2 separate regions of the Hordeum vulgare genome follow, and region 2 is linked to region 1. A link is a contact called in public Hi-C data. All regions are on one chromosome and are shown on one strand. Each heading gives the region's core, a stretch centred on a gene start, on an enhancer-like site or on the middle of the called end of the contact. The rest is flanking DNA. Distances are from core to core; before and after follow the strand shown. Region 1 holds the start of LOC123409852 (protein SMAX1-like). Region 2 holds the start of LOC123407002.

The links. Hi-C and Micro-C count contacts between places; a contact is called where the count stands out from the background.
Region 2: a contact with region 1 is called in a Hi-C map of seedling, with 3 times the contacts expected there. The contact joins the promoter of LOC123407002 here to the promoter of LOC123409852 in region 1. A contact is called at or near these places in 4 of 6 Hi-C or Micro-C datasets (leaf and seedling).

The regions. Positions count from the first base shown.
Region 1 is chr7H:345,794,660-345,797,359 of MorexV3_pseudomolecules_assembly, forward strand. It overlaps LOC123409852 (protein SMAX1-like), which reads left to right and starts at 1,394. Exons shown (of 3, transcript XM_045102721.1): 1 at 1,394-2,700. The coding sequence starts at 1,580.
Region 2 is chr7H:346,578,930-346,581,629 of MorexV3_pseudomolecules_assembly, forward strand. It overlaps LOC123407002, which reads left to right and starts at 1,289. Exons shown (of 9, transcript XM_045100028.1): 1 at 1,289-1,677; 2 at 1,793-1,839; 3 at 1,930-2,032; 4 at 2,225-2,311. The coding sequence starts at 1,450.

The DNA.
Region 1 (2,700 bases), core at 144-2,643:
TGCAATGCGGGTCATCCCCTGTGGTGTAGTTTCCCATGGCTCTCCCGCTGGTGCAGATGTACCGTCGTAACCTGCAAACATGTCAATAAAAAATGTAAAACGGATTGCCATTCTTTCATTCCAACAAACAATCCAAGTAGAACTTGTTTACATTTTTCACACATCCCTACCTATGTTTGCATATTGTTGCATCAGTGGTAGTAGCGGGCCTGCTGATATTAGTTCGCCATACTCCAGTGCATCCCAAGGGGGCGCTTGTGGCTGCCCTGAAAACCAAGAATTAGTTCCATCTCCAGGGTACATTTTGGTCCCCTCCCTGTTTTTCAATACCTGCACAACAATCAATCACGACATGAATGAGTATGCAGTAGCCTAATCCATAAGCAAAATGGCAAGATTATTGCATTATTGGCATAGACCCCTAGCATGGCATGGTAACTGCAACATTTATAGTCACCCATCTATTTTTTTTGGCAATGCATGCATGTGCATGGTTGTTGTTCAATCTGCCTGTCAACTACCATGGAAATTGACGGCAACTGCCAACAAAGTTGGATGGCAACTACTTTTCATTCCATCTCCCCCGAGAAGTTATTCAGCTATGCCCTGCTCCTCCATACACAACTATTGCAACTAAATCCGTAGCAAGGCGGCAAGTACCAGCAAAGTTGGATGGTAATTTTTTTCCTTGCTAAGAGTTCAGTCTGATTACAACCTCGAAAATTCCAACTCCACATGCCAATCTATGGCACATGGTGCGTAACTACTCTGGCATGGATCTACTTTTCGGCAACTGTCCATTGCTGCTCTAGGGTTCCGGTTGCCATGGCAAATTCGGACGCATGATGGCCGTTTACGAGTTCATTTTCAGGGAAGGACAGACTAAAATGACCAGATCGCACATGGGTTGCATACGTGTTCTTGGTCCAGCAGCCGCTAGATTTGTTCTAGCATTGTTGCCATGGCAACCAAGATGCACGAGGTAGATCGGGAGGTGGGAGACGGCTGAGTGGATCGAAAGATGGGGAAGAGAAATTCTTGCTTGCGGGTTGGTGGATGGGAAGCCCGGAAGTGGAGGCAGCGCGATGGTAAATCAGGTCGTGCGGGCGACCGGTCCAGCCACCGGACATGCGGGCTACAGGTTGAGACGTCCGAAAGTACGCGTGCGGATGGGTCTGGATGGATACCATGGCACCTTCTACCCGCGCCAAGAAAACAGAGAAGCAATAGAATATGTCATGTTTCCGGGTAACGTTGACCATTTACTACCCGCAAAAAATAAATATTGTCAGTTTACTAGTCTACTAGTGTAAAATGCAGAGACGAAGCGAAATTGGAGACGAAGATTCTATTCGCCTCTCTCTCTCTCTCTTCCCCTTTTCCTCGTAGTGGTCTCGTTACTTCCGCCTCCCCCCACCATCCCCCACCCCTCCGAGACGCCCCCTTTTCCGCGCTCCCGGCTCTTCGGCGTGCCGCACTACCCCAAGACGGCGACGAGGAACCTAGGTGAAGAACACAGAAGAATTCGCGTGTTCTTTGATCGATTGATGAGTGGAAGGCCGCAGCGGCGGCGACGACGATGAGGGCGGATCTCAGCACCATCCAGCAGACTCTCACGCCAGAGGCGGCGGCGGCGCTGGCGCAAGCCATGGACGAGGCAGCTCGACGGAGGCACGTGACCACCACGCCGCTCCACGTCGCCGCTGCGCTGCTCGCGGCGCCGGCTAGCGTGCTGCGCCAGGCCTGCGCGCGGGCCGTGGCCGCGGGAGGCGCTGCCGCCGCCTCTGGTGGCGCCGGAGCGCACCCCCTCCACTGCCGCGCTCTTGAGCTCTGTTTCTCTGTCGCGCTCGACAGGTTGCCTGCCTTTGCGGGGGCCGCGCTTGGAGGCGGGGCCGCTGCTCCTCCCGTTTCCAACGCGCTCGTTGCGGCTCTCAAGCGCGCGCAGGCCCAACAACGGCGGGGCTGCCCTGAGACGGCACAGCAGCCGCTCCTCGCCGTTAAGGTGGAGCTCGAGCAGCTCGTGCTCTCCATCCTCGACGACCCTTCGGTCAGCCGCGTCATGCGCGAGGCGTCCTTCTCATCTGCTACCGTGAAGAACACCATCGAACAGTCTCTCACCTCACCCTCCCCTTCGTCTTCCACCGCAGCGTGTAGTCCTGTGCCGACACCAACCCCCTTCTCCCCATCCCCTTCCTCTCTTTTGCGCGCTGGCACCACCAACGCATATATCAACCCTCGGCTGGCGGCAGCGGCCGCTGGAGCCGGCTGCGGGGATGATGCGCGCAAGGTTCTTGACGTCATGCTCAAGCCAGCGCGCCGCAACCCGGTTATCATTGGAGACTCCGGACCAGACATGGTGCTGAAGGAGGCAATTCGAAGAATCCCAACGGCCAGCTCCCCTTCCCTCGCTGCAGCCAAGATCCTGCATCTGGAGGCGGAACTCGCCAAGCTTGCTGGCGACAAGGTGGCGATGGCGGAGAGGATCGGGAAGCTGGGCGCCGTAGTCGAGAGGCTCGTTGGTGAGCACGGCGGGGTAATTCTTGACCTCGGGGACCTGAAGTGGATGGTGGAAGGCCCTGCCGCGCCGTCGTCGGAGGGGGCCAAGGCGGCCGTTGCTGAGATGGGGCGTCTGATCAGGCGTTTCGGGCGCGGTGAAGTGTGGGCCGTCGCCACTGCAGCGTGCGCCACGTACCTCCGGTG
Region 2 (2,700 bases), core at 39-2,538, 780 kb after region 1:
CTAGCACACGACAACACCTCGGATGGGTATTCTTCAAATGCAATAACGACGGGGTATGTCCTTCTTTCTGTTCGACTTATTTGGTTCAATTTGGTTAAATTTCGGTAGCTTATTGAGGTGTTCATGTGTGTAGGAAGGTGTATGCTCATTTTGTTATTGGGAAGAAGAATACATCGATTTATTGATAGGAAGAAACTTAATAGATGTTCGTGCACTCTTTAGTATAATTAAGTCTAATGATGCGGCTGCATGTGCAATTAGAAAAGAAATTAGAGGAGAAGCAACGTCTAATTCTTTGGAATCAAAGCCGAAGAATGAAGAATATAAGATCAAGAATCCATAGAGCAACAATGAATGCATGAAGAAGATATTGATCCAACTAGTGGGAGTAGTTATGGAAGTTGGATATCTTCTAAAATGCCTAATTGTGAGTCTTGTTTTCTTTCTTTTGCTATTTTAACAAAGATTTGGTGAATTATTATGTATCAATGCCTTTGAAGGAAATAAGGAAGCAAATAAATGTGTTTCATGCTCCAAATTGAAATGCAAATAACCGATTTACGGATCGATGGTGGATGATGGCCGAATAGATCGCGCAAAACGGATCCATAAAAAAATATTCTGGTCCGTTTTGCACGGTCTGCTAGGATGCCGCTCGCGCCAGCCCACAAAAGCGTTTTTTTTGCAAACTATAAAAGCATCTCCAACAGCCGCACAAAAATTTGGCGCTCAATAAATTTTTTAGCGCGTCATTGTATCACTTTTAATGCGTGGGGACCGAAGCATCTGCAACAAACGCGCGCTAGCGCGGCGCCCAATCCAGCAGCCCCACCTGCAGTGGTCCAGATTATACCGTGCGCGCGCCGGCGTCTCAAATATAGTGCGCACGATAGCGTTTTGCAGCGTGTGCTTAAAACTTTTCAGCACGTGCACAATTTTACAGCTTTTGTTAAAGCTGTCCGGCATCCAAAAAACGAATAATTTAGCACGTGAAACATTTTTTAGACGGATGTTGGAGATGCTTTAAACGACTTTTATGAATCGACGATATACGGAGTGTGCATGGTCTAAGAGCAACTCTAGCAGTCCCCCATCCCGTCGGCCCACAAAACACGTTTGCAGTTCACGCAAAATCTGTTTTACGGACCGGCGCGGGCTGATATGGATGCAGACCCGTTTAGGGTAAAAAGTATATAAGCGGTGCGATATGATAAGTGCCATCCATTTCTCCCGATAGGCTGTGGCTGACCTAGATGGGTTCGTGGTCCACTCTCTCGCCCTCTCCCAATTCCCCCCATCCACGCGCCAAAACCGCAGCCCCATCTCCTCCTTATCTCTCCGTGCCACTGAAATTCCCTGGGAACAAACACTCACTTCCCAAGGATAAATTGTCAAGATTGATTTACACGCTAGTGGCTGTGCCGCGACGTGCGGCGGAGGGAGAGAGACATGTCTCTGCAGTGCACTGCAAACTCACTCCGGGCTCTTGCTGCGCTCCCGGCGCCATCCTCCTCCCGCCGCCTGGCGAGAAATGCTTTCCTTATGCCATGCCATACGAGTCGCATCGGTGCGCTGGTCCGAGCTGCGGATTCTTCCCCTCCCGCCGCACCCGCGTCATCGTCCGGAGCAGCCGACAACAAGGCCGTCATCCCCGACGATGAGTTCACCCTCGCCAAGGTGAGTGGCTCGGTCATTTTCTTGGTTCTCGAGAGCCAGGAGCAACAAGCAAGCGGTAGCTCTGTGTTCTTAGAATTTGGCGCGCGTTTGGCGCTGAATACCCCACCATCTGCAGGTGTCTTTTGGCGTGATTGGACTAGGGATAGGTGGCTCCCTCTTGTCGTAAGTTCAAATGTTGCAGATCCTATTGTGCAAATCAGAGAGATCCAGGATGTTCTTCTATCAGTGGCTCATGTGTTTTTTGCATCCCAGGTATGGATTTGGGGCGTATTTCAATCTTCTCCCTGGTTCGGAGTGGTCTGCTCTGATGCTAACCTACGGATTTCCTCTCACAATCATAGGCATGGCCTTAAAGGCAAGAACTCTCTTCGATTAATATCAGTGCTTCTGTCAGTTATTGGTCTTTTAAGTTATACGTCTTATGGATTTATAGTTGAATATATGTTTTGAGATGATTGGCCATGGTTAAGGTTCTTGTGAGTTTAGGTTGGACTGTTTATTGATTTATTTGTCGAGGAATGTGTTGATTCTTGAATTGTATATGCAGTATGCTGAACTGAAACCAGTGCCCTGCATAACCTACTCTGATGCTTTTGCTCTAAGAGAAAAGTGTGCTACCCCTATCCTCAAGCAGGTAATAATTATTTATGAGCTCTTGGACACACAACTTCTTCTTCCACTGCTGCACTCGATCAAATGTCATTATTTACCAGTGATGTGAATATGTCATCAAACTGTCTATGTTGTGTTTTCTTGTTTGGATGAAAACCAGGCTGTGTAGTTGGTAAGTTTGCTGATAGTGGAGTTCTAAATATGAGTGCAATCGACATGATCCGTTAAATGTTGAAAAATAGTAAGTGAAAAGTATTGTTAAATAATGTCACAAAGGACGAATATATCCAAACTACCATAGGACTGATTGGATTACCAGAACCGATGTAGATGAACTTGCCCATCGAACCACGATGATCACCTAGCAGCACCTGTATGGGCCCCCACTGACGGAACCTAAACCAGCAGATC